6 separate regions of the Mus musculus genome follow, and regions 1, 2, 4, 5 and 6 are each linked to region 3. The links are chromatin contacts, called in public HiChIP or PLAC-seq and Micro-C maps. All regions are on one chromosome and are shown on one strand. The core of a region is the stretch at or near the end of the contact, and the rest is flanking DNA. Distances in the headings are between cores, read along the strand shown. Region 1 holds the start of Tlr2 (toll-like receptor 2). Region 2 overlaps Gm46836 (a long non-coding RNA gene). Region 3 has its middle 35 kb from the start of 4930565D16Rik. Region 4 has its middle 22 kb from the start of Tlr2. Region 5 overlaps Tmem154 (transmembrane protein 154). Region 6 holds the start of Fbxw7 (F-box and WD-40 domain protein 7).

The links. Hi-C and Micro-C count contacts between places; a contact is called where the count stands out from the background. HiChIP or PLAC-seq counts read pairs in DNA pulled down with a chosen protein or histone mark.
Region 1: a contact with region 3 is called in an H3K4me3 HiChIP or PLAC-seq map of stem cell-derived neural progenitor cells, with 3 times the contacts expected there. The contact joins the promoter of Tlr2 here to the enhancer-like site in region 3. A contact is called at or near these places in 2 of 39 promoter capture datasets (the C10 cell line and pre-B cells), 2 of 115 datasets of contacts at active chromatin or transcription factors (large pre-B cells and stem cell-derived neural progenitor cells) and 2 of 9 other capture datasets (adipose tissue and embryonic stem cells).
Region 2: a contact with region 3 is called in a FOXA1 HiChIP or PLAC-seq map of pancreatic cancer cells. The contact joins two enhancer-like sites. A contact is called at or near these places in 5 of 484 Hi-C or Micro-C datasets (ECoMG-derived neutrophils, the N1E-115 cell line, bone marrow-derived macrophages and 2 more) and 3 of 115 datasets of contacts at active chromatin or transcription factors (bone marrow-derived macrophages, embryonic stem cells and pancreatic cancer cells).
Region 4: an HNF4G HiChIP or PLAC-seq map of pancreatic cancer cells shows a contact between it and region 3. The contact joins two enhancer-like sites. A contact is called at or near these places in 4 of 115 datasets of contacts at active chromatin or transcription factors (embryonic stem cells, large pre-B cells and pancreatic cancer cells).
Region 5: a contact with region 3 is called in an HNF4G HiChIP or PLAC-seq map of pancreatic cancer cells. The contact joins two enhancer-like sites. A contact is called at or near these places in 3 of 484 Hi-C or Micro-C datasets (the G1E-ER4 cell line, the N1E-115 cell line and bone marrow-derived dendritic cells), 3 of 115 datasets of contacts at active chromatin or transcription factors (extraembryonic endoderm stem cells, memory CD8 T cells and pancreatic cancer cells) and 1 of 9 other capture datasets (embryonic stem cells).
Region 6: a contact with region 3 is called in a Micro-C map of the G1E-ER4 cell line. The contact joins the promoter of Fbxw7 here to the enhancer-like site in region 3. A contact is called at or near these places in 1 of 39 promoter capture datasets (neutrophils), 4 of 484 Hi-C or Micro-C datasets (the C2C12 cell line, the G1E-ER4 cell line, embryonic stem cells and 1 more), 13 of 115 datasets of contacts at active chromatin or transcription factors (the NIH/3T3 cell line, astrocytes, bone marrow-derived macrophages and 9 more) and 1 of 9 other capture datasets (macrophages).

Annotation. Positions count from the first base shown.
Region 1 is chr3:83,840,263-83,842,962 of GRCm38.p6, reverse strand. Tlr2 (toll-like receptor 2) reads left to right here and starts at 1,355. Exons shown (of 3, transcript NM_011905.3): 1 at 1,355-1,443; 2 at 1,827-2,074.
Region 2 is chr3:84,609,103-84,611,802 of GRCm38.p6, reverse strand. The region is part of intron 1 of Gm46836 (a long non-coding RNA gene); the gene reads right to left. Among named protein-coding and RNA genes, the nearest start is that of Gm46836, 6.4 kb to the right of the region's middle. Within about 2 kb of position 1,427, at least 23 of the 459 cell types and tissues checked have an H3K27ac peak or open chromatin away from gene starts, as enhancers often do. A contact at or near this core is called in pancreatic cancer cells, where this site is marked.
Region 3 is chr3:84,343,698-84,346,397 of GRCm38.p6, reverse strand. No RefSeq gene overlaps it. Among named protein-coding and RNA genes, the nearest start is that of 4930565D16Rik, 35 kb to the left of the region's middle. Within about 2 kb of position 1,252, at least 96 of the 459 cell types and tissues checked have an H3K27ac peak or open chromatin away from gene starts, as enhancers often do. A contact at or near this core is called in the C2C12 cell line, the G1E-ER4 cell line, the N1E-115 cell line and 6 more, where this site is marked.
Region 4 is chr3:83,861,829-83,864,528 of GRCm38.p6, reverse strand. No RefSeq gene overlaps it. Among named protein-coding and RNA genes, the nearest start is that of Tlr2, 22 kb to the right of the region's middle. Within about 2 kb of position 1,373, at least 223 of the 459 cell types and tissues checked have an H3K27ac peak or open chromatin away from gene starts, as enhancers often do. A contact at or near this core is called in pancreatic cancer cells, where this site is marked.
Region 5 is chr3:84,694,867-84,697,566 of GRCm38.p6, reverse strand. The region is part of intron 6 of Tmem154 (transmembrane protein 154); the gene reads right to left. Among named protein-coding and RNA genes, the nearest start is that of Tmem154, 30 kb to the right of the region's middle. Within about 2 kb of position 1,431, at least 106 of the 459 cell types and tissues checked have an H3K27ac peak or open chromatin away from gene starts, as enhancers often do. A contact at or near this core is called in the G1E-ER4 cell line, the N1E-115 cell line and pancreatic cancer cells, where this site is marked.
Region 6 is chr3:84,814,149-84,816,848 of GRCm38.p6, reverse strand. Fbxw7 (F-box and WD-40 domain protein 7) reads right to left here and starts at 1,272. Exons shown (of 14, transcript NM_001177773.1): 1 at 1,080-1,272. Gm35486 (predicted gene, 35486) reads left to right here and starts at 2,416. Exons shown (of 1, transcript NR_165832.1): 1 at 2,416-2,700.

The DNA of each region.
Region 1 (2,700 bases), core at 106-2,605, 500 kb after region 3:
GGAAGGTTGACAACCTATAAGGACAAGGGATGTGGAGCTGAGGGGAAGAGACCCCCTGGGTTTAAGGGAAAAATTCTGACTTCAAATCTCAGCTGCTATTTCTGATTCACAGGACATTTTCTTGTGAAAATGGGGGTAAGGTTGCTTGCTCTGCATCCAATCTCGCCTTGCCGAGGTCAAATGGGATCACAGGCACCCGAGGCAGGTGATTAACTTGTTTTAAAGTAGGGGGTTTCCCCTTACAACTGGAATATGGAGCCACATCTCCACCATGAAGCAAACCAATCTACGCTGTTTTCAGAATCACTCTGCGATGCAGCTATGGGATAGAGAAAGGGAAGTACTTAGCTTCAAAGCCATAGATAGAAGTGGGGGCCCCGAATCTTCCCCATGCTTAGAAGGGGGGCTGTTCTGGGGGCCAAGGAAAGAGAAACATATCTGTGCCATCCTTATCCATTCATATCCCAAGCACAATGCTGCCATTCAGGTCTGCATGGAGGCTGGTAGACTCTGTTATCAGATGCTGAGCAGAAATGGATCCCAGAGACATAAGGGCAGGGGGACAAAGTGTTGAAAAGGAGGAGAAAGAGAAAATATTCCTGAGCCCAAGTTGCAACCTCTGAGGATGGAGAGATAGCAAAAGAGTTCAAAAGATGTGTTTGAGGGAGAAGTGAGATTCTGAGATTAGAGTAGTTAGAGTTAGGACCTGGGTCTTGGCAGCCCTGGCTGTCTAGCCTATCCTTTTGGGCCTCGATAGGGTATTTAAATGATTATCAGTAGACAGCAGAAAAGTAGCTATTCAGTGTAGCCACATCAGGAAGACAACTAAATAATGAGGGTGTACGACGCCCCCATCCTAAGTTCAGCATCCTGTCACCACAGGTTTAGATTTAGATAATACAGAAAGAATCCATAAGTAGGCAGTTTTGGTCAAGGTGTGCTATCCCCCCGAGTCATTCAGCCATCATTGTCCAGGCCTCCAGTGTTTTCCTCATGGTGAACTGATAAAAACTCCCTGTGACTGGCACAGGGCTGTAATTTTTTAACGTTTCCTAGCTGGAGCATTCCAATAACCAAAGAGAGTGCGTCTCTTCAGAATATCCTCTTCCTTCCAGAATCCTTGCAGCAGCTCAACTCAGCCAAAAGGCGAGCTGGGAGGCAGCTTTCTCTTTAGGACACCTGGGGAATTCCCACACGGAGCCTCTGGACTTTCAGTTCTGTTTTGCCTGCCCTGTGGCTCCTGCCAGCTCTGATGCCAGGCTCCGTTCCCCTTGCAGACCCCTGTGGGCGGCGCTTGCCGCACCGGGGGCGGTGCTGGCGACCGGGAAGTTCGGGGCCCTGACCTGGGGACATCCCCTTCCCTCACTTCCAGGTCTTCAGTCTTCCTAGGCTGGTGCCCAGATGGCTAGTGGGCACGGGGAGCGGCGGCTGGAGGACTCCTAGGTAGGTGGATCGGTCCTGCTGCCGGGTTGCTGCACCCCTCCCCGGACAGGGTCGAATCGACCGGGGCGGCCGCTGTGCTGTGCGGGGACCTGGTTTCCAAAGTGAAGCACCTGCGCCCCCAGCCGGGCGGATCAGCTTTGGGGCCAGATGTTTGTTTCCTGCTGTGATCCCTGCAGGAAGAGGGACACCCAGGGAAGAGGGGGCCACCGGAGAGCTGCAGCCACTGTCCCAGAGCCCGCGGCTGTGTGATCTGCGTCTTTACAGCCTTTCTGGCCCTGGGGTCACAGAAGGGAGTGTCTGTAGTGTCTCTGAACCCTGGGAAGCTAGGGTGAACGGTGACGCTGTCCCAACTTACATCCAGTCCACCCCTCTCTTGTCCCCAGGCTCCGGGCAGGCGGTCACTGGCAGGAGATGTGTCCGCAATCATAGTTTCTGATGGTGAAGGTTGGACGGCAGTCTCTGCGACCTAGAAGTGGAAAAGATGTCGTTCAAGGAGGTGCGGACTGTTTCCTTCTGACCAGGATCTTGTTTCTGAGTGTAGGGGCTTCACTTCTCTGCTTTTCGTTCATCTCTGGAGCATCCGAATTGCATCACCGGTCAGAAAACAACTTACCGAAACCTCAGACAAAGCGTGAGTGGAGTCTTTTAATAAGTATCTTATGACTTCTTCAGTCCTATAAACGAGAACCTTGTGTTTACATCTTAGATGTCAGGAAAAGGCTTTTCTAGTTTCAAAAAGGAGAAATATTATTTCGGGTGTAAAACGCTCAGATTGCCTGGAGGCTTTTGATCTGACAGAAAGTTCTTCAGCAAAGAGCAAATGGTAGGTAAGGTGGCTGGACTCAGACGGAGAGACCCTTTTCCTCCCCAAAAGGGAAATATTATGAGTACTGGAAAATATCTTATTTCACTACACTCGAAGTTTTTTGTTGTTTTTTTGTTTTTTTGTTTGTTTTGTTTTTGTTTTGTTTTGTTTTGTTTTTCTGTTCTAAGCAAAGAACACTTGCACCTTAAACCTTTAATTAGTGAATACAAAAACTGCCAGGCATTGACAGTATGTTTTGGAAGTTTCTAAGCTACCAAGTTTTTGTTTGTTTGTTTGTTCTAAATTTATAAGTTAACATTTAACGGGATAAGTGCCCAATGAAAAATCACCCTCCCATTTAAAGAAGTGAAGCTTAAGGGAGAACACTTAACATAGGGAAACAATTCAGAACGTTCATAATGCAACGATTGGAAGCCTCCACATATTAATTA
Region 2 (2,700 bases), core at 178-2,677, 270 kb before region 3:
CTAGAAATCTGGGAATAAGACTCCACGGAGAATCCATTGTTTAGTTTGCTTAGTTTGACAATTTCATTTCTGTAAAGGGTAGACCGGGAAGAAAACTGAATCATGTTAAGCAAAGTGTGTGTGTGTGTGTGTGTGAACTTCCTAGGGAAGCTGAAACTCTGTGACTTAAGACAACAAACACCTAATTGTTACTAGATTCTGGAAACGACTGGACTGAAATCAAGGTGTCTGTCTGCATCTGTGCACACGCATGCACCCCACAAGGGTTTGCAGGGAGGGTCCTTCCTTGTCCTAATCAATCACAAGGATTCACAGGGAGGGACCTTCCTGGACTAAGGCCTCTGGGGAGTGGGGTTGGGGGTTGGGCTCCTGGCATTCTTGGCTTATGGTAGCATCATAAAAATCTTGCCTCTAGTCCTGGTTTGTGGATTTTTTTTTTTTTTGAGATCACTATATAGCATAGTCTGGCTTAAACTCATGATCCTCCTGTCTCAGCTTCCCAAGTGCTGGGATTATAGGCATATACGGCCATTCTTAGCCATTTCCTCTTTTATAAGGGGACTGGGCACTAATTTAAGACCTATTCTAAGTCTAGGATTATTTTCTCTTGACGTCCTTAACTGATTTCCAATGAATTACATCTACAGAGACCCTGTTTCCTCATAAGGTCATGTCTGGAGGTTCCAGGTAGAAATGAAATTTGGGAGAGTCATCTTATTAAACCTACTACAACATGTGACCTATTATATAAAATAGACAAAAGCAGGCATCTTAGTTACTGTTATATTGCTGTGAGGAGACACCCTGACCAAGGCAATGCCCATAAAAGAAACCATTGAACTGCGGGCTTGCTTACAGTTTCAGAAGGTTAGTCCATCAGTTTCAGTAGCATTATGACAGGGAGCATGGTTGCAAGCATGGTGCTGGAACAGTTGCTGAGAGCTACATCCTAGTAGACAAGCAGGGGTGGGGATGGGGAGAGGAAGGGAGAGGGAGAGGGAGAGGTAGAGGTAGAGGGAGAGGGAGAGGGAGAGGGAGAGGGAGAGGGAGAGGGAGAGGGAGAGGGAGAGGGAGAGGGAGAGGGAGAGGGAGGTTCAGGGAGAAGGAGAGGGAGGGAAAGGGAGAGGGAGAGGGAGGGAGAGGGAGAGGGAGAGGGAGGGGGAGGGAGGGAGAGGGAGGGAGAGGGAGGGAGGGAGAGAGTGGTCAAGAGAGGCTGATCCTGAGGTTTTTGAAACCTCAAAGCCTGCCCCACCCCCACCCCCCCAGTGACACACTTCCTCCAACAAGGCCACACCTTCTAATCCTTTTCAAAAGTTCCACTCCCTGGTGACTAAGCATTTGTACGGGAGCCACTCTCACCCAGCCACCACCGCAAGAGACTGGTTATTGATTTACATGGGGTGAGATAGCCAGCGACTGGCAACAGTCAGAAGCAATCTAGGCTGGGAGTGTTAGCTCCACGGTCCAGCAGGCACCTGGCACGGATAGCATGTCCTGATTCACACTCATAAAAGCAAACAAGACTTTTATATCCCGAAGGACACTGCTTCCCAGATGCTGGAACCGATCAAGAAGTCTTTCCGAATAAACCCCGTATGCTCTGTACTGACACCTCAGAGCCCTTGGCTTCCCCTCACCAGCTTCAAAGGATCTCTGAGCAGAGGCTCTGATGCACATTCTCCAGGTCCTGGGGAGGCTGGCATCAGAGCCACCATGGGTGCACACAGAATGTGATAAATAAGGGAAGTGCTATCTATCATGCTTCTCTGTATGTTAACCTATATAGTAAGGACTGAAACCCAGTCCCCCCAGCCCCCACTGCTCTCCGCAGCCTCTCCTTTCATTTCTGTTAACTAACCTGTAAGAAGCTGGATTTAATAACAGATGACACATGTCAATGTAAGAATAAGTTAAACATATCTTGTGATGTCCCATTGAACATATAGCCATGTGCTGATAAATGTCCATCAAACTATCAATTATATGCAATGCAATATTCTTTAAATAAAATTTTATATAGTAACTTCTATATGCAAAGAATGTATGTATTTATAAAAAATACTTCCTTGTATTTGTCGCCTAATTACCAATTGCCCTCTGTCTTAGTTAAGGTTTTACTGCTGTGAACAGACACCATGGCCAAGTCTTATAAAGTACGGCATTTCATCGGGGCTGGCTTAAAGGTTCAGAGGTTCAGTTCATTATCATCAAGGTGGGGACATGGCAACATCCAGGCAGGTGTGGTGCAGGCAGAGCTGAGAGTTCTATGTTTTCATCTTAAGGCTGCTAATGGAAGACTGACTTCTAGGCAGTTAGGGTGAGGGTCTTAAACTCATGCCCCCAGTGACAAACCTACTCCAACAAGGCCATATCTCCTAATAGTGCCACTCCCTGGGCCAAGCACATACAAACCATCACACCCTCCCTCTCTCCCTCTCTTCTTCCCTCCTTTCTCTCCTCTTTCCTTACTTCCATCTATCCATTATTCCTTCCTTCCGATCTACCTATCTATCTGATCATTCTATCTATCTATCTATCTATCTATCTATCTATCTATCTATCTATCTATCTATCTATCTTATCTATCCTATCTATCCTATCTATCTATCTATCTATCTATCTATCTATCTATCTATCTATCTATCTATCTATCTTTATGTATCTGTATCTATAAGAGCTCACTAAGTTGCCCAGGCTGCC
Region 3 (2,700 bases), core at 3-2,502:
ACACAGCACCCAGATTAATCGTTTTACTTTTTAAAAATTACTTTTCAATAGCTGATAGGCCTTGTTTCTCTTCCAGTGTAAAAACTTAGAAAACTGTTACAAAGAGCGTGATGACTGGGAAGATGTACTTCTTGCTGGCAAACAATTTTACTGCTTTGCTTAAATAGAAGTTAGCCCAGACTGTGGGCCCATTTCTTACTCTGCTTGTGGGTGAAGCAGAGTGGGGGAGCTGTGGCTACTGAAGGAACGTTGGGGAGCCAGCATCTCCTTCCAGATACTTCCAGATGAATACAGGTTTATACTGCAGTAGGGGCAGAGGTAACAGTAACCTTGCAGTTTGAGATTCTGTACTCTCATGAAACAGATCCGCCTGCCTCCTTCAGCTTTACCCACTCTCCTTGGAAGACGACAATGTGCGGATGTTACTACCAGTTTTATGACCCGACCTGTGTGCACAAGAGCGCACATGCTGAACGTTAAGGTGGAAGAAGCCTTGTTCTCACCATTTTCCCTTCCCTTCGCAGGTCTCTATTGAAGTCCCATTTCCATCTTTCAGGGTTTGTCTCAGGACATGGCGATGTGCCAGGCATAGTTAGTGTGACCAGCATGTCTCTTACTCTAACCATATACTGAGGACAAGTCTGTGGCTTCTCGGGGGCCCAGCATTTCCTGGCATGTGTGTTGTGAAGCTGTCTATAGTCTCTGGTTCTCCTTGAAATGTCCAGCTAGAGACTCAAAGCCTCTGTAGGAAGCCAGCGAACACAACCACAAATCTATCGGCGGGGGGTGGGGTGGGGGTGGGGGTGTTGGGAGGAAGCCACGCCCAGTTTATTTCCAAACATGGGCATGGGGCTGGCTGTCTGAGGCTTCCCCGGAGTCTTATAAAGTGGGTTTGAGTTGGTGACAATAACTGTCTCTTTCATTGGTTAAGAAAACTCGTGCTGGTGTGGCAAGCAGCTACTTAATTCTTTTGAGTGCATGTCCTATCTCCTCAGAAGGGGAGAGATGGCAGGAGTCACTGAGAGGACCCCCAGGGTCTCCTGTCAATTGAACAGCAGCTACGGCAGTGTCGTGCCCTTACGAGTCAATCTCACTCGCTAAGCTCTCGGCTCTACCACGTGGAAGTTGTGTGGGTTTGCACCATTTACCACTGGGAACACATTTCCATTCCATTCCCACGCCGGTCAGGCAAAGCTCAGAGGAAATCACGCTTCCCCCTGGAGCGGCTGCAAGCTGATTGTATTGCTGGCTGTGCGCCATCTACTGGTAAGCCGGGGTAAACCCGGCTCTTCAGGAGAACTTGTGCAGCGTCAGGGACAACTGGGACTTTTTCAAAAGATTTCATCTTGCCCTCTGATTTTCACTGAAGGAAATTCAGGGTTAAAGGGGATGACAGGTTTGACTGAGTTCTCACAGTAGTCGTGTCTGGTGGTTAAGGGCAAGCATCCTGGCGTCTTCAAGTCTAAATCTCCGCCTTGGCAGTCAAGAATGAGTGTAACCTTGGGCAAATTTCGAAACTTCTCAGTAATCAGTTTGTTATCTATCCGACGAAGAGCATTGTGCTTGCTACCTCAGGGTTTTAAGGAAGATTAAATTAGGCAGCGCATGTGGAAGTGCTTAGCACTGTGTTTGACCCCCGTGTGAGGCAAACAGTTAGAACATTCTTTATCCTGCAGCTGTTGATTTGTAGTGACGATTTTTCTGAGAGATGGCATGGTCCAAACTAGTTGTTTAGGCATCAGAATAAAAGAATAAAGCACCCCAGATGGCATGAAGAAGGTTACATCAGGGAGACAGTGTTTGGGGGGCCATCGTTGGTTAAGTTCATTGCCAGGGACTAAATCGGTTGAGTGGGTGTGGATAAAGAGGCTGGTAGTGGGGCCGTAAGAAAGTGTCACCTGGCATCATCTACATGTGTCCCAAGAGACCCAGTGTCACCCCCACAGTCTAGACTCCTCTCCGGCTTCCTCTGTTTTTGGAATGGTGGCATTTATAAAGACAACTCTCTCAGAGCTACAAAGACCACACTCCCTAAGGAAACTTGCCTAGTTCCAGTCCTTTGTGCTCTGGCTAGAAGTTCTGTTGACCTGGAATCTGGAAGCAAACACAAACTTCTCCACCCCTGCAGTTCACTAGTAGACATTCTGTGTGGCGGCCCAAGCCAATAAGTGCCTAAGTCAAGCCATAGATGCCCTGGTCTTATGGCACAGAGCCGGGCAGGGATGGATCGGAGGTAGAAAGGGGGACAAGCCAGCTGGCCAATCTGACCTCTCTGTGGGTATGCAGAGGGAGTTGGGAAGTCGGTGGACTTAAATATCATCTGCACTCAGTCTGAAGATGCTCATTATAACCTCAGGTGGTACTTTTATATTATAGGTACTGCTTTCTTTTCTGTTTGTTTTCGGTTTTTGTGATGGGGTCTGATGTAACCCAATGTGGTCTTAATTGTTAGGTAGCTGAGGTTAGCCTTAAACTCCTGATCTCTTGGCCTCTACCTCTAGAGTGCCGGGGCCCTCCCAGGTAGGGTCATAGGCATGCACTACCATACGCAATTTGGCACTATTTTAAAACCGTGGTTCCCCCAGGCACACACTTCGTTTTTTCTTATTGTTTTCCTGTTCGTAGAGTGTATATCACACAGTATCCAATACAACTAGAGCTTTAGACACTTAGGCAGAAATGGGTCAAGAGAGAGATGAA
Region 4 (2,700 bases), core at 124-2,623, 480 kb after region 3:
CCTTTAGGTACCTCATTAAAATGGAGATCTGTCTTGAGGCTATGTGACCACAGGTCAGGTCCTCTCCCCGTGTAGGGGCTTGGGGCGTTGCCCATAAGTGACTGATGGCCACAAATCTATGGAGAGCTGCGGCCTCATGTCAGGAGGGAGCGTGGCAAAATGCCTGCCGTCCTTCAGGACCACTAGGGTTTCCAGCCTCTGCTCGACCAGAAACCAGGCTGCCTTTCACAGCCCTACAGTTCGCTTCTCTCTATGGAGTCCTGCCAAATGGAGCTCAACTACATAGTGTAAGGTGAGCCAATACCTGTATTGTTCACACACACACACACACACACACACACACACACACACACACACACAAAGAGTCTTTTATTACGTGTCCTTTCATGTGCTTTCTTTAACAGAATATCCTTTCACGTGTGTCTACTTCAGTGAAATGTTCCTGAGACTGCCTTATTCTTTCATCCCTGCCTATTTCAGTCAAACATTCCTTCAGGTGTCTACTTTAACAAAAACATCCTTTCACCTGTATCCACTTTAGGAAAACACTGGTTCACATGTTTGCCCCAACAAAACACTTAAGTTTCTACTTCAATGCGATCTACTTCTGTCCTGGTAGGAGACAGTCTCTACCAAAGCCACTTGCTAGATGAACACTGCTAAGCAGGCAGTCCAAACAATGGTCACTAAAGCTGTCACAAATCAGGCCTATTATTGTGCAGCTATGGAAACAGCTAACCACAAGGGGAGTTGAGATGTGTTCTTGTTTTAAGTGGGCTTCTTGTCCAAGACTTAGGTTTCAGCAGCTGCAATATTGGGAATAATAGAATATAGTGGAGAGTGTTTGCTTACCCACACATTCAGGAGACTGTTTAGGGTGTATCTTCAAAGAACATCTAAGACACTTAAATATAACCACAGCTATGTGCCTTCTACCAGAATCAGCAAAGTCCAGAGACACTGCCTAAAGGGAAGCCCTGAAAGAACTGGTCTCTCTCTCTGACACACACACACACACACACACACACACACACACACACACACACACACACGGGACTGGTTCCTTCGGTATGAATTACTCAGTTCATCTCCCTCTCTATTTTGTGAGCTTCTCAAGGGCAGAGAGAACCCTGTCTTCCCTCTGGTCACCCCCACTGGCTGGCTAAGGCAGGCTCCTAAGAGGGTACACAAACTCTTGCTTGTGACAAGCACTCACTCAGCACCTCTCTGGTACCCAGTGGTTGTCCTAGCACTCCTCTGCAGCAAAACCTTTCTGAACCAGCCTGAGGGGAGGGGCCTGGTGTGAGGCCAGGCATGGGGAGGGCTCAATCAGAGGAAATATAGATGTCACAGCTTGCCACTTTCATTTCCTAAAACTGAAACTTGTCTAAAGGGACTTATGCAACAGTGGAATTTCAGCTCAGTCACTCACTGGAGCCCAGGGGCTGGGGTGGAGCCAGTCCTAGAATAACTCTGGATGCCTCTAGACTTGTTATGAAGTTTCTGAGGGAGAGCCAGCTCGTTCTCAGCTGACTCCAGTTGGTCCTTGTCCTTGGAAAACTGTGGAAATCCCCTGCTTCTCCCTACGCGAGGGCTGGGCTCCTCATATCTGAGAGGAAAGTTGTCATTTGCTGTTGACCTGGGCAGTCCTGGCCTGGAGCCTTCCCTTAACAGAAACATCATTGGGTTTTCCTCAGAGAAACTGGCCATGCACTTGGTGGAATAAAACAGCTTGAACTGATTCATATAAAATGTAAATGACTGAGAGTCTGATTATAATCACATTCCTTTTTGTTGTTTGTTTTGTTTTGTTTTGTTTTGGGACAGGGTTTCACGCAGCCTAGGGGGGCTCCAAACTTCAGATCTCCCTGTCGTCATCTCCCAAGTTTGGGATTCCGTGTGTGAGCTAACAGACACAGCCAAGTCAGTACTTTCAAGGATACAATTCCGTGAGCAACCATAGGCTCCTTAGTTCTTCCCTCAAGTAATAGCTGTTAGTGGAGTCTGTTTTCTCAAGAGTTGAATGATGGGAGAATCCTGGCCCACTGTTTGGTCTGCACCATAGATGCCCTCAGCGAAGGAGCAGTGGAAAATTAACTGTGGAGGGTGGAGAAGAAGGGAGGGAGAGGAAAGGGGAAAGGGAAGAGAGGGAAAAGAGGGGAGAGAGGGGAGAGGAAAGAGAGGGGAGAGGGGAGAGAGATTGTTCCCTGATAATTTTCCTGCAATCAGTTTGTATTCTTTATTTTCTTAGAAACAAATGCTTTTTAGGAAAGGTGAGTCACAGTTAGTTAATCTAGCTATCTTTATGCATTCACAGTTTTTTTTCCCTGTAGTTGTTATCTTTTGCCAACATAGCTTTGGAGCACTGTAATTTAGTGAGTCCAGATATTCCTCTGCAGTGGACCTACAATTCTATTTCTTAGCTCATTCAACCCATAACTGTGTAATTTCTGCCATCCTATTATTTATTATTATTATTACTCTCCTGCCTTGTGTTTCTGCATGCATATGGGCAGGCAGCTTCATTTTTCCACTTTATTTTCTATAACATAAATGTATTGTTTGGCTGTTCTTAACAGTCCAACTTGTATCTAGCACTTATGAACACCAGGCACCATTTGTGCCCTGTGCACACACTTCCTTACAAACATTTACAAACATTTTACAGCCAGGATAACTTGATTCAGATTTCACAGCCAG
Region 5 (2,700 bases), core at 182-2,681, 350 kb before region 3:
CTTTTCTGTGCTATGTGCTAGGATCTGAACTCAGGTTCCCATGCTCAAAGGCAAGCACTTTGACAGGCTGTACCTTCTCCTCAGGTCCAGTAAATAAACACTTGGACCTTTCAAATGATTGTGCCTTGCATCTTGTTGTTGTGGGTGCTAGCACTGGGCAGTTGCTAATTTATAGGGGCTTTTATGATAGTTACAAGGTTGGGATCCACAAACAAGTAGATTCTTAACATCAGAAGCACATACGATCTGCCCGAAGCCTGAATCGGGGCCGTTATGTCTTTGTTTTATGACAAGGGGCAAGGTAACCTTTCCTAGCTTTAATATCCTCATCTGATGTCATCTGCAAAGCACACCTAACAATTCTAAGCTGATAGGGTTGTTGTAAAAGAATGAATGAGGGGCTGGGGTGAGAGAGGCTCTGGCCTCAGTCCCCAGCACCACACACTCAAATGAAAACACAGAGAAAAAGACAGGTAAAACCCCATGCTACAGGCCTGGCACCCGCATGCATGCATGCATGCCTCTTGGTGATTTGTACTAGGCAGCCTGAGCTCTGACAAATGTTTGTGAGTTACCTACAGCATTGTCTCAGAGATGTAAAGGCTTTAAGAAATCGTCTTCAGAAGCACAGCTCACATTTCTAGGGAGACGCCTTTTGTTTAGCTGCATTGTTTACTTCAGTTCCCTAAAAGCGTGATCTCTGGAATGCCATAGCCACGTGACTTGGTCCCAGCATGTCACAAACTGCTTCTGCTTTGATGGGCTATCGAGCAGTTCCCAGAGAGCAGCTGCCTCTCCGGAGTTTTGTGTGGAGTGGTATCTATCCATCCACAAGACCTGCGGTGAGTCAGCGGCCTCCTCCCCCGAGTCCCAGCACAGTAAGCCAGGGCGTTCTCCGTCACAGGCTCATTGCTTTATTTAGTTAGCTGTCTCTGGCTATTCATCATCTCTGGAAAATGATCAAATAAGCCATGCATTTTTAACTCTAGCAAATCCTGGAGTTCCCTGTTAAAATACCTTGGCGCACTGCCACGGAGCCACAACAAACACGCAGGCAGCTCCGCTTTCAACCTTCCCGCTTGCCTCGATGTGCGCACGTGCAGTCTTAGCAACTTATTTCTGACAGTGACATTAAAGAGTAATTTGTCTAGGAGTGTTATATAAACACGGGAAGAACATGGAACACCTTTCCACAAGCATATACAGGAACAGGAGGACAAACTGTAAAACTAAACAAAGCACGGCTGTATTTTCCTCAAGAAAGCACCCAACGGGCTCACTGCCAGCAGAATGGGGACAGATTCAGCTCAAATCCCTCAACCTCATGGCAGTGACTGTTTGTCCAGACTGGACAGTCACCCTGTCCTCCCGACCCCATCTATCTTGCAACAATCCTGAGTTATGGCCACAGCTAATGCAGCCATCTCTGAACATGGCGGTATGCCACCACTCAACCCTTCTGGGGTCACGACACTCTGACTCAGTTTCAGAGAGTGTGGAGTTGGATTTGGCACGACATCACATAACAATTAGATCAAGCTTTCTTTCTCATCTATACAAAGTCCCTTCTTCCCGACAGAGGCCTGGCCTGGGTGGAGTTAGAGAAATGAGGCTCGGAATCGGCCCAAGATACAGAGATCATGCCTGCTGTGGAGACACACTCTGGGACACACACACACACACACACACACACACAGTCTTTAACAGTGTCCTTCTGGCTGGAGAACACAAACTATTACGTTCTATCCCTTGTGGTACTGCAAATCTAGTTCACTCTTGTTTGGGGTGGTGGGGACTAGATAGGGAACACTGGGGGCAGTCACTGACACTTTAATGCCTCGACCTTTCTCTGCACGGTCACACAGTGTAAACTCTCCACCTCTGGATGGTGATGAGCAGCAGCAAACGGGAGCGTGGCTACGTCTGTGCCTCCCTGTCTGTGCTCATGTGGTCCACGGTGCAGACAGAAGCTCTGAGTGTCTGACTAGACATGAGTCAGGAGAAAGGAAGCAGCAGGCTAGCCTGGGCCAGGTGGACGATGTCTGGACTGTATGCTATCTAGTGCATTTGGGAGGTGCCGTGTGGGTGGGGTTTGACAAAGGACTTCATTGTCTAGAGACTTGGAACAGTTGATTATAAGCCCACCGAATGGATCTGTTCAGCTCTGGGCTACCTCTGCTTGTCCTGTGCTGAGTCCACTATAGCAGCTTTTGTGCACCACAAGTCACAGAACAGGGGATTGCAGAGAAAGGCCACTAAGGTGGAAAATAAGAATATGGAACTCTTCTCCCCTAAACTCTTTTCTTGTCCTTTCCTGTCATTGTTTCGTAAACATGACAACCTCACTGCAAAGGGCTTGTAGTAGTTTGTACAGACCTGGTCCTTACTAACATCCTATTTGGGGGCTGAGCATGTACATTTCAAGAAAAATGTCTACTCTGAGGTAAATTTTGTGCAATTAATATACCCTAAATATAGATTATATGTTACATGTTACATGTCACATGTCACACATTACATATCATACTATATTATATATGACATGTTATATATTATATCATAATTTGATATATTAATATATAGTGTATTATATTACAATCTTATATTAATTAATATAATTTAGTAATCACTTTATCAATTATTATATATAATTATATAATACCAATTAATTTATGATCAGTTATAAATATTAAATTGTGC
Region 6 (2,700 bases), core at 23-2,522, 470 kb before region 3:
CATGAAATGTGAAAAACTTTCAAACAAATTTAATCATGACCCTCAATGGAGAAATTAAGATGGATGGATGGGTAGATAAATTGATACTCCCAAGTTTCTAGTCATTTCTACAGAGCATCTTTATTCTGCCCACATTTAGCTGTCTGGATAGACCAGAATTCCAGTCTTAAACTACTACCTATGTTCCTTGCTACATGAAATCCTACAGTACGTTAAGCCTTAGGATGGTCAGCTTAACCTACATATGTGAGCATTACTTTTCTATACCTCTAATTTAACACTCAGAGTGCTAAATGTTTTCCTAAAAGAGTATAAAGTCTCAAGGTCGACAAGTAGAGCCAAATAAAAACAGCTGCATGCATGCCCTTCCAGTCCCTAGTAGAAACCTAGTAAAAATGTGCTACCACTTAAAACATATTACTCCCTCTCTCCCTCAACACAGAGAGAGAGAGAGAGAGAGAGAGAGAGAGAGAGAGAGCGCTGCAGCAACTTTTACGAAATGGTAATTTATTAAGTGCTCTCCCTGAAATAAGTTTCAGTGGGTTGTGCATCTTAGGAACTCGGATTTTCCTGAGCCAACTGAAACATGCAAGCACCCTACACATCGGACTCTGTAGACCTGGGAAATAAAGCGTTGGGGGCACCAAACTCCCCTATGCACTAAAATGAAATCTGGTCTTCCCATCCAAGGCAACTTCAAAAACAATAGTTAGGAAAGGAAAAAAAAAAATTAAGGGTTGATTCAAGTGATTCCCACGTGGGAATCCATGGGAGTTTCCCTGAAACAAAAACCACTGCCAGAATAAGGTTGCCAGGAAAAGGCATGGGACAGAGCTGGCCATAGGCTTTCTCAGTTTAGTGTCCAAAAAGGTGCAAGTGTCCACTCTGGAGACACAGCTGCTCTAAGAAAAAACTCCGAGTACTTGCATTACTCCTGCAAACTGACACTTTCTCCTATTGGTAGAAAGGAAAGGTTTCCACTGCCAACCCTCCCGAGGAACAGCCGAACTCCAGCATCAAAGCACCCACCCGCTCCCACTTGTCACCTTATAATGTCCCCCTCCCCCGGGTCCACTCACGCTTCAGAGTCGAGCGGTGGCGCTGACAATGTGGCTGGCTCCCTTCCTCCTTCGGGCTGAGGCGGGCAGCTGCGGAAGGCTGGCTAGGCGCGGAACTGAGGAAGAAGCGGTGCTAGCGTCGCTCCACCAAGCAGCTACCCGGGTCTCTTCCGCGCTGCTGGGATAGAGGCGGCGGTGGCGGCCCCGCTCGCTCACCGCTTTTTCTCTTCCTGGGTCCCTGCAGACTGTGGTGGCTTCAGCCCGTCCTGGGCCACTTGTCCCGGGACAGTCACGATCAGAAAGCTCGAAGATTTTGTTTGGGTAAAGTTTCCTCTGGGCGGAGGCTGCAGCCGGCCCCCCAGGTTCCCCCCCGGCCCCACCGCCCTGGGGGGCTGGGGCGGGGAGGGGGCGCCGAGAACTCCTGGAGTCCCGCCGAGGAGCCGGGGTGCGGCGGCAGGCCCAAAGAGAAGCCCCCCCAGAGGGGGTGGAGGGGAGGGGAGGGGAAGGAGAGGACAGCGGCGCCGGGGCCGCTCACCACGCCGCCGCGGCCGTTTCACATCGGGGTCCCCGCCCCCCCGGCCCGGAGGTGGCTCCTGGGCTGGGGGCCGGGGTTCATACACTCCGCTATGGGATGCTACGGCCCCGGGCGGCTGGTGTGGACAGCGGCAAGGCTGGGGACCCGGCGGGCTCGGATCGGCGCCGCCCCCGCTCCCGGCTCCCGCATGTGTCGCGGCGGCCGGGACCCCCTCCCTACACCTCGGGGGGTCCTTCGTCCCACAGTCCGGGACGAGGCAGAAAGCCCAGCCCCTCGCGGGCGTCCTCTCCCGGCTGAGCAGCTACGAGTCCCGACCCGCGGCAGCCGCCTCCCTGCCCCCCGGCCGCGGGCTCCGGCTCGGGCTCGGGCTCGGGCTCCGGCTCCGGCTCCGGCTGGGGCTCCGGCTTCGGCGTGTGCAGCAGCCGCTGCCGGCCGGGAATGTAAGGGGGGGAGCCGACGGCGGCCGCGGCTCCCGATGGCCCGGGCTGCGGCAAAGGTCTTGGCGGCGGCCAGTGCACGGATGCCGGGTCTCTCGGATGCTCGCTCACTCACTCGCTCTCACGCTCTCCCCGGCGGCGGCGGCAGCGCCCGAAGCTCAGCTTCTGTCTCTCTCTCGCTCTGTGCGGGGCTCTCGCCTCACTCCACAGAGGGGCGGGAGGAGAGTGGCGCCCAGCGATGACGTAAGTCGCCTAGCAACCGCTCTCCTCCCCCTCCCTTCCCCTTCCTCTCTGCGCCTTCCTCTCCGGGCCTCTTCTCCCCATCTCCAGCCACCCCGCCCTGGGAGGCTGCGGCGCGTTCTGATGACGCACCAAGGGAAGAGGAAGTCGCGATCTGCGAGCGGGTGGGTGCGCCTCGGGCCGCGGGACTGCTGCTGCTGCTGCTGCTGCTGCTGCTACCGCCGCCGCTGCCGCCGCCGCCTCTACGGCCGCGTCAGAACTGAAGAGAGGAAGGGGAGGAGCCCAGGCGAGCCTAAGCTACCGCCTGATCTTACCCCTGACCCTAGGGCGGCGCGGAGAGGGAGCTCTGTCGCCGTTCCCTCCGGGGCAGGTGCGGACTGCTCCTCTGGGAATGAGGAGGCCCGGGATCGGGCTAGGGCGCGCAACACCC